2 separate regions of the Mus musculus genome follow, and region 2 is linked to region 1. The links are chromatin contacts, called in public promoter capture Hi-C maps. All regions are on one chromosome and are shown on one strand. Each heading gives the region's core, a stretch centred on a gene start, on an enhancer-like site or on the middle of the called end of the contact. The rest is flanking DNA. Distances are from core to core; before and after follow the strand shown. Region 1 holds the start of Nsmce3 (NSE3 homolog, SMC5-SMC6 complex component). Region 2 overlaps Fam189a1 (family with sequence similarity 189, member A1).

Region 1 (5,372 bases), core at 2,061-4,560:
GTATTAACGATGCACCCACATCCACCACAGGGCTGTAAAAGCTGAGTGTTCACATGGGTTGCAGAGCGTGGGGCGACTGGCAAAAACAGTAAGAACTGTCTAGGTGCTGGTGAGGGAGCAAATGGATGGGTTCAGGAGCCATTTGGCAAGTGTCACTGATAACTGTTGGCTTCTGGCTTGAACTCCTGAGGCACACACCTCCCTGATGGGAAGACATTAGGAAGTTGTACTCTCCCTTCATGAAAGGAAGTCAAAGCGAATTAATCAGATTATGCATACATTAACTTCAATGTATACATGTAACTTCAAAGATACAGTAACGTCAAAAATAGCTGGTTAAAAAAAACGCTGTGCTGTGATAAAGGACACAAGGCAACTTATGTAAGCCATGAACGCCCACAAAAGAAAAACATATTCTCCGTGAACGTGCACATACATGTAAAGTTATATAATGGCATGATATGCAGTTCTGGAACCTGTCAAGAAAGATAAGAGTTTATCTAGCCTCTAATGTAGCACAGCATCTCCAACAAAATAGCTTGACAGTAAACTGTGAAGCCCTCGGAAAACCGGGATACCATTACTGTACCTGACAGTTCTGAGACAATGGGCACAGAGGACAACTTAAGCAGCACAGCACAACCGAAAGCTGACTCAGGTCAGGAGCCCATGGGCAGAAGGTAACTCATACACTAACCTAAAAAGTAACCAAGAAGGGGGACTCAAGGATAAACTAGTCCTTGCCTAAAAATTTCCAGATCTCCTCGTGCTGTTTAGTCAACTTGACATAAACTGGGGTCATCTGGAAAGAAAGACCCTCAATTGAGAACATGCTTCCACCAGGTGGAACACTTTCTTGATCGATTTTTGATGTGGGAGGGCCCAGTTCACTGTAGATAATGCTATCCCTGGGGCAAGTGGTCCTGAGCTGTTTAAGCAGGCTGGGCAAGCCAGTTAGCAGTGTTCCTTCATAGCCTCTACTTTATTTCCAGCCTCCAGGATTCCTCAGTGATGGACTACAACTGAAATAAAACCCTTACCTTCCAAGCTGCCTGTGGTCATGGTATGTCACAGCTGGAGAAAGCATCCTAGGACACTACTGCAACACAAGCCAACAGTCAGTAGCCCCTCTCGTCCCTTCAGACCTCGTAGCTACCACAGACTCCTCTAGTTGGCCTCTAGTTCAGGGCTGATTAAAGTCACCTGTCCTCACTGCCACCCTGTTTGTTCTTCTGATGACGAACTTGCAACTCTTCTCAGAACAACAGTACTTACTGCCTGTGCCCAGTGTTTGGCCAGATACTATGAAGAACTCCAAGGAATCTGTGAACTTGTTTCCTGACTCACCTATAGCAACATAAAGTGCCCCTCATCTTGTGGTAGCCTTGTTCACACTGGTCTGTCCGCACCAGACATCACCCTGAGTTCTTCTAAAGAACTATTCTTCCACACCAGGGCTTTGCTCAGCTTTATCTCGTTTCCTATTTATTCACCTTAAGGGCACACTTGATTCTACAGATACACAAGCTAAATTCTTCTGGTGGAACAGGATCTGCACTTGGGCAGTGTGGTTCCCAATCAGGCCTGGTTAATCGATACGACACGACACTGTTTTATAAACCGGAGACCTAACGATTTTTACAACTTGCTCTAATACACATTCACACACTTCTGCAACACCATTGACTTAGCTTATCATGGAAAAAAAAAAAAAGTCTGGAATCATGACATTTCCTTTTTAGCCGCAATTTCTAACAGGGAAACAATAATAATAATAATGGTGAACTGACTCAAAAGTATAGTATTTGTTATACTAGAAAAGAATCTTAAGTAGAACCCATAGGACAACAGAATTATGATTATGAATATAAAAATGCTAGAAAACACATCACATAGATTTCGTGGGACCACAAGTGCTCACACCCAACAGAATATGTATATTTAAAGCTGTGTTGACAAGAAGCTAAAACAATTTTATTTTCAATTTTAAAAAGACTTTTATTTTTCCCCAGGAACTAGTCATTAAGATAATAGCTACCCTGTTTCTTTATCGTCTAGAACATCAAAGCAATTTACCAAAGTGTTCCTTCTTGAATATGTTTGGCATCATACAATTTCATTTAGGTTTAGAAAGTTAGAAAACTCTTTATAAACAAAAAGACAATTAAATGAAAATTTAAAGCTCCAAACCATAATAATAATAATAAAAAAATCAAACAAAAAACCCTGCAACACATCCTAACGCTCCAAGGCCTTTATGCGTAGCAGAATCAAGCTTCCTCCGACCCCCATTCCCCCTGTTCTTTTATACTGGATCTCCAGAGTCCCTCAGACCATAACTCAAAGAGTTCAAGAGGATGTGGCTGGGGCACTAGCAGTTGCAGGTCTAGCCCTACTCTCCTCATCTGCCAAAGCCTCGCAGTATTGTGTGGGCCAGTCTTTGGGGTCCTGGTTATGGACTTTGGCCACAAACTTAAGAACTTTCATCTTGCTGGTTTCCAGGTTGGTTCGCGGGCCCCACTGTAATTCATAGTCCACAGGATCGGTGTGGGGTATCCTCCGGTACTCCAAGTAGCGCTGCCGCACAAAGTCTTCGGTAATGAGTTTCTTTGGGTCGCCAAAAATTAAGTGTTTCTTAGTGGGGTACACTCCGAGCCGTCGCAGGAAGTCCCAGACCTCAGTCTCGGTGATGGTGTTGCCTTTCATGAAGATAAGCCCCAGGACTATCATAAGCAGGCCCGAGATGGGGGTACCCTGATCGCCCCTCATCTCCGCATCCGCCTCCACCGGCTCCAGCATGTTGATGAGGATGTAGCTGTGGCTCTTGGGCTCCAGCTCCACCAGCTTGTACCCGAACACGTATTGCAGGCGCTCGGCGGCCAGCTTCAGAAGGTTGGGGTACACGTCCCGGTAGTCGCCCACCACGTGCTTCAGGATGTCCGTCCGCTTGATCGGGATCTTCTTCTGGTCCTTGATCAGCAGGAACTGCACCAGCTCGGCCACCTTCAGCTCCAGCTGCTTCTGAGTGCGCGGCCCCACGGTCGGGGCCGACAGGGAAGCGCGGGAGCCCTGGGAGGAGCCGCCCGCGGCGCGGGACGTGCTGGGTCCTTCCTCGCCAGCGCCTCCCCAGTCCCGCTCCGGGTCAGCCTGCGTGCTGGGCCGACCGCGGCCCCTCGGCTTCTGCAACATGTCCCCGGTCGGCGGAGAGCAGGCCGCGATCGGGAGCAGCAACCGCCAGAAGACTCCGCCGAGCGAGCGCGCCCCAGAGGCTGGGAGAGAAGCTGCGGCGCGCGCGTGACGTCACGTCGCCGGCGCGCTGCGTCCGGGAGGCGGAGCGATACGACTGGGAGCCAGCCTGCGGGGGCGGGGACTCTTCATAGCTACTGCGCATGCGGAGGGCCTCGGCGCTGGCAGCAGCTCCTCCTGGGCTTTATCCCCAGTTTTAATGAGAATTGAATGGTGTTTATGAGCTCATATAAATAGAAAACAAGAACCAAAACTTCTCGGCAAGTGTGCGGTTGAGTTCTAGGGCACACCTGTTTAGACACGTCTAATAGTTTTTGGTTAGTTTTTAAGCTACAAAGTTTGTCTATGGAACACAAAGGATAAATGTGTGCGGGTGGGAAAATAAAGGGAGAGGAGGAAAAGATCTGGAAAGTCAAGAAAAAAAAAAAAAGAGTTACCGGGCAGTGGTGGCGCACGCCTTTACTCCCAGCACTTGGGAGGCAGCGGCAGGCAGGTCTCTGGGTTCGAGGCCAGCCTGGTCTACAGAGTGAGTTCCGGTGCAGCTAGGGCTACACAGAAAAAACCTGTTTCGAACCCCCCCCCCCCCCCAAATAAAAAAAAGTGTTGACTTGTGCACCAAATGCGGGACATGACAGACTAGGGGACCCTGTCCCGGTATCTGTCCTTGGCAGAGTTCATTCCCACCTGGCCAGTTAATTTCTGTACAATCCCTTGAGTCTGTAAGGGAAGTTATTCTTAAAAGCAAGACTTCTGCAATTTTCAGGTTCACATTCTCTTCATTGAATTTCAGTTAGATGACCATGAGAAACCACGTAAGCACTGCCAATAACGTGACTTAGTTTGGTAATGTGGACTGACCTTTTGGAAGACATGTTTGGGAAAACTGCCGCGGACCCACATCCACAATTTTAGCAGAAACATGTTAGAGGAATGCTAACCCCAGAGGCACTTGCTCTCTCCAGAGATTACCATTTAATTTAGGTTACCAATGATTGGGAGTAGCAATAATGTGAATTTCTTAATTCTCTCTCTTAATATATAAGCTTTAAAATCTCAATAAGAAAGAGAAGAGCTATCATCCTTTATAATTTGTGGTGTGTGTGGCTTGTAGATGGTTTAAATTGTGCAACTCTAATAGACAAAATGAGTCATTTCATTAACTCAAACCATCAGCAGTCTGTTGCTATTACTGCTGTGGATCTCAGCAAATGGGTTTCTTCTCCATTTACTGACAACGGAACTGAGTTTTCCTCTCTCTTTTTTAAAGCTACCAAGAAAATAGGTAAACTATTCAGAGAACGAACTCAAATTGATTTCCTCCTTAATGCAAATATATTCAGAGGAAAGCAATTCAGATCACATTATTTGAATAATAACACCAAAACATGGCCTTATTAAAATTTCATTAAATGTAAGCAGCATAAAATTTTTGTTTATAATTCAATATGAAAATGCACTCTGATAATGGGACCTGCAATGCTAATATAAAATCCCACCCCATGTTGTGATTCAAGTGTTCTGAAATCTAGTGAGCTTTGAGCAGTAACTTTCTATTCCATACAGGGTCTACGAAGACATCATCAAAGGTTGGTCGCAATGGCAGAGGCTGCAACAGTTTGAATGTGTCCTTTAAAGCTTGCATGTTGGAAATGTAATCCCCCCACTGAAGAGGGCTTTGTCCTCATGAGTGAATGAATGCCATGTTCTCTGTAATGAGTTAAGATTAAATCAATTTTGCCATTGTACTCTCTAAACCTCTCACGACACAGTGATGCTCCACAGATGTGGTACCTGGCCCCTAGTCCTCCCACCCTTCAGAGTCACGAGTGGAGGACAATTCTCCTATTTCCAGTTTACTCACTCTGTGCATTATTTTACAGCAACACAAAATGGACCGAGACCAACTAAATAAAACACAGCATCATGACACTCTTCCATTCATCTGCTTCAGTTTCCCTGCATACTGAATTCTGTATTTAAGTTCATCAAAGCCTCCTGCGATCTAAAAAATCTGCAAAAAGGTCCCTCCAGAAGGATCAGTTGTGCCTTGAGCCAAACAATTTCAGCAGCCAAGAGATAAGAGAGAAAAGGAAAATAAGATGAGAGCTGCTGTCAGCCATCAGGCT
Region 2 (4,844 bases), core at 775-3,274, 220 kb after region 1:
GGTTCATCATGCTGCAAGCTGAGCCAGAACCTCTTTCCTTTTTTGTCTCATGGACAGCATTCCACAGTACATGCGTGTCACATTTTGTTTATTGCTCTCGTGTTCATAGATACTTGGGTTGCTTCTGCCTGAAGGTTATTAAAGCACTCCTCTTGAAACACGTGTGCACCAAAATTTGCTCTAAAGCAAAAGTTCTCAACCTATGTGTCGCTGCCCCACAAGGGTCACAAATCAGATATCTTGCACCTCAGCTACTTACATTATAATTCATAGCAATGGCAAAATTATAGTTATGAAGTGCCAACAAATTCATTCTATGGTTGGGGGTTACCACAACACGAGGAGCTGTATTAATGGGTGGCAGCATTAGGAAGGTTGAGAACTGCTACTCTAAAGAAAGGAATAACTTTATAGACAGTGATCAAGTTGGTTTCAGTGAGAAAGACTTCATCATAGCACAAGCTACTCAAACATTCAACAACCCTAACTGAGGGACAAACCTTGAGCCAGACAAGGCAAGGAGCCAGGATAGGTCAGCAGACATCCTGAATTAGGAGCACAGATCTCCAGTAGAAGCGAGACACTCCAATGCTAACAATACCGTAACTTTCTGGGAAAGAAGGGCCATTTATAAGAAATTTAACAAAACGTGCACAAAATCTATTTATTTTAAATCTATTTATTCTCTGAGAGTTTCATACCAATATACAAAGTATTCTATCACATCACCCCTCCAGCTTCTTCCAGAGCCCCAACACATGTTCCTTCCAAATTTATGTCCTTTTTTTTTAAACTCACTGAATCTAGTTAGCGCTCTCTGTGTGTGCGTTTGTGTGTGTTTGTGCGCGTGTGTGTGTGTTTGTGCGTGTGTATGTGTGTTTGTGTGTGTGCATGTTTGTGTGTGTTTGTGTATGTGTGTGTGTGTGTGTGTGTGTGTGTGTATGTGTGTGTGTTTGTGTGTGTATGTGTATGTGTGTGAGTGCAGGGCCATCTACCAGAGCATGGGCAACCTACCAGGGCCCACATTGCTAAAGAAAGATAATTTCCTTCCCCCCAGCAGCCATCAACTGCCAATGGCTCTTACAATCTTTCTGCCTGTTCTTCCACAATGGTCTCTGAACCTCAGGGTGGGAGCATGGGGGGGGGGGAGCGATGTGGATGTCCTATTGAGGCCTGCATATCTCAAGATCAGCTATTTTCAGCATGTGACCAGCTGTGAGTCTCTGCTAAGGAAACTTCTCTGGCACGGGGGAGGGAGCGGCACAGACAAGATGGACCAACGCATGAGCATAAGTATTCAGAGAGCAATGTGATGCTACATCCATGTAGTGAAAACACAGTAACAGGTTTCCTTCCTAGGGCCTATGAGTACCTTTGTGGACTTTCTGTTTTGTTTTGTGTGTATGTGTGTTTCTTGGCTTTCATTTTGGCTTTGCTTGCTTGCTTGATTGCTTGTTTGCTTGCCTGTTTTGGAAAGAGAGAAAGAAAATAATGTAAAGTTGGCTGGGTAGAGGGGTGGAGGAGCTGGGAGGGTCTGGAGGGGAGGAAAACATCAAAATATATTGTATGAGAAGATTAATTTAAAAAAAGATTCTCTCTTCCCAGATCTATGCAGACTTGTGTCAAGTTGACAAACCAAACAGTCCAGACAGTAGATCTATGTCTAGCTTTCTGAGGATCCTCCACACCAATTTCCATGGTGACTGCAGTAGTTGATGTGGGTCCAAGTTCCACCTTACTGCTAGGGTGTGCAAGCTGGCATTCCCAACAGCAGTGAATAAGGGCTCCCCTTTCCCCACATCCTTGCCATCTATGGTTTAAGTTCAAGAGAAAAGAAATCCCATCACTGAGATGGCCAATTCCAAAGAACACACTCTATATCAGAGTCCAATGGACTCCTGGGAAGCAGCCGAGACAAGCCTGAGTCACTCTGCAGGGGTGATGGGACATGGTGTATGTGGAGACGGTCCCCAGGGCAGCAGCTTGGAAAGGGGACAGCTGAGTTCACAAAGGACTGCATCTGACACACTGCTATGCATGCCCAGGCACCAGGGCTCAGAGAGCAACTGGGAGATGAGACCACGTGGCCTGTCACTCCAACTAGAGCAAAGGAATCCTGTCTTTGCCAACACACACACAGGATAAAATTAATCATAGCAGGAAGACTGGGGGGAGGAGAGGAGCCAGCACAAGCTTCTCTGGTGGCAAACAAAACACCGTATGCTAACAGTGACACAAATGTTCCCTTACTTGGCTCTGGAGGCCTTGCTGGCATCTCCGAGGGGCTCTCATTTCATCCCTGAGAGCATCTGTAGAAACCTGCCCTGAGTCTGAAGAGGCTCTCTGTTGTGGGGAGGGGCCTATGTGTGACTGACCAATCATGAAGTAGAGCTGCCTGTCAAAATGGACCGTGCTACAAGACCTCCTGCCTAGGAGCTTGAATTTCGAAGAGTGATTAGATGACTGGACACTCCAATGCAAAGTTTATCTTGAAACAGTATGCTTAAGGAGGAGGTCACTCAAAAGGGAAGCCTTCTCCTCCCCGTCCCCTTCTCTCTCCCCCCAGCCCAATCCTTCTCTACCTTGATGTGGAGAGCTAGTACCACGACTCAGGTATGCCCACCATGACTCAGGTATGCCCGCCACTGAGCAGAAGCCCAGGGCGGCACAGTAGTAAGTCCAATACCCTCTGCTTCCGACTCTGCGCTTTTGTCTTCCAAGCTGTTTACAAATGTTGCACTGACAAATGAGGAGAGAAAACGGTAACATTGATAACTTCCATTTTGATTTCATGGCCAGACGGACTAAAGGAATATGTTCCCTTCTAGTTTATGAACCTATATCGTAATATGGGTATGTTCTCACTAGATGCGTGGGATTTGGTCTCTTAAGCTTTTTAGATGTTGTTTAAGGCACTGTGATCTTCACCGACCATTCACAAGCCCTCTAGACAGTGTTCTAGACACAAGGGAGAGCAGGGAACAAAGGAGACAGAAAGCCTCACCTTCATACAGTGGGGTACAGGAGAGGGCAGACAAGACTAATACCCACAACACACAAGCAGATCTTTCAGTTTGACAGAAGACAAGTTATGAGACCAATCAACTTGGGGCAGGATGAACAGTCATTGTTGTCATCAAGTCAGACCCCACCAAAAAAAGCCTCTTGTGATAAAAGATCCAAGTCACGCTGACATGCTAGGGGAAAGAAATTTTATCAGAGGGAACAGCCCCTGAATATCAGTGAGCTTCAGAGAATAAGATGTTTAAACATGGGTTTCAAAGTCTTTTTAATTTTAAATTAAAAAAAAAAAAACTTCTCTAGTGATGTGTTAAATATACTTACATTCTTTTTGTGACAATAAAATAAATTTCTAGCTGAGTAACTATCCTTAAAGTAAACCACACACACACATGCACGCACACACATATACACGCGCACACACACACACTCCTACCTACCTACCTCTTAGGCACATGTTCTCTGTTTGCATCTATATCAGAATATACTCCTGCATCAGCAGCACCTGGTACTTCACTGCATCCTGCATTCTTCGCACCTTCCTGAATTCCTTGGATGCTCCAGGATGAGAACTGATCGCTCTTCACTGTAACAGAAGTTATTCCAACTCAAAGCCCATGGTGACAAGGAGTAGAAGTCAGAGCAGGACTGAGCTCCAGGGAGGTCTGCAGATACCTGAAACCACAGATGGCTTCACCATGTACAGATGAGGCTTCCTATACCTAGTGTGGGTTTGATTGATAAACCAGTTACAAAATAGTAACAGCAGCAATGATAAAACTAATCATTGTAACAACATAGTCCTTAAAAGCAACTTTGAGCTGATGAATTGGTTATTTCTAGAGTTTCCCATTTGGGAACATGCTTGAGCTCTCAGAAAGGATGCTGTGGAAAGACCAGGGCAGGGGATTGGGGGTAATACTGGGGCATGAGCTGGGTACTGTACCAATCATCAGGATACCTGCAGACATGGAAGGCAAGTGAAGCCCTGTGGACAGTAAGGAGAAAATATCTCCTAAATTGATCTGAAGGCCTTTCTGGGCTGCCATCCTGGTGGGCTGTAGGCAGGCACAGACATCCTGAATCAAGCGCCTGAACACATAGAAGCTTATGCTCAGAAGGTACAGAATGGGGCCTCATGCACAGAACTAGGCAAGATAAGGAGGCGTGCCGCGCAGACTAAAAATACCACCGTCGCAGAAGAAAAATCCACACAGAAGGAAGTGCAAACTCGTGATACAGAGGAAAGCGTCTGGGATCCTCACAGGATGGCCTGATGAGAAGAGAAGGTGCCTAAAGAGAATCTCATGCAGGGACAACAAGGAAGAGAGGGTCCACAGGGACGGCAGGGACAGCGGATACGCGGAGAGGGCGGGGACACTGCGTGGATAAGAGGAACTTCAGACTAAGCTAGGCTTTCCAAACCCATGTTCACACTACTGCAAGACAAGAGGAGTCCCCTTTCCACAGGAGAACCAAAAAAGCTCTATGCTGCAACAGGACCAAGTCACGTCAACAAGTCAGGGAACACGCCCACATATGCAAAGGCAGCACCCCTCTCTTGATATTCTCAAACAAGGCATACCACCACCAATCTCTCTCAGACCCTCCACACTCACAGTAGCCAGGAACTCCCCTCCAAGCCAACTCAAAGGGGACTCAAGCCCACCCTTAAAATGAGTAGCTTTTTAAACGGCTAACCTACAGCCTATACACTGAATAACCATTCTGGCTTTATCTGAGACATTAAGAATAAAAATCACTCCCAACGTACACAAAAGACAGCAGAAGCACATAGACTTCAACACGTTTCGGCCGACATT

What was found. Promoter capture Hi-C pulls out the DNA fragments that hold promoters and counts their contacts.
Region 2: a contact with region 1 is called in a promoter capture Hi-C map of hippocampal neurons, with 2.6 times the contacts expected there. The contact joins the enhancer-like site here to the promoter of Nsmce3 in region 1. A contact is called at or near these places in 2 of 39 promoter capture datasets (epiblast stem cells and hippocampal neurons), 1 of 484 Hi-C or Micro-C datasets (the C2C12 cell line) and 4 of 115 datasets of contacts at active chromatin or transcription factors (embryonic forebrain, embryonic stem cells, forebrain and 1 more).

Annotation. Positions count from the first base shown.
Region 1 is chr7:64,869,730-64,875,101 of GRCm38.p6, forward strand. It overlaps Nsmce3 (NSE3 homolog, SMC5-SMC6 complex component), which reads right to left and starts at 3,311. Exons shown (of 1, transcript NM_023239.5): 1 at 1,953-3,311. The coding sequence starts at 3,189. The coding sequence ends at 2,350. The region is part of intron 2 of Fam189a1 (family with sequence similarity 189, member A1); the gene reads right to left.
Region 2 is chr7:65,093,692-65,098,535 of GRCm38.p6, forward strand. All of the region lies in intron 1 of Fam189a1 (family with sequence similarity 189, member A1), which reads right to left. Among named protein-coding and RNA genes, the nearest start is that of Gm32963, 49 kb to the left of the region's middle. Within about 2 kb of position 2,025, at least 33 of the 459 cell types and tissues checked have an H3K27ac peak or open chromatin away from gene starts, as enhancers often do. A contact at or near this core is called in forebrain, hippocampal neurons and neural progenitor cells, where this site is marked.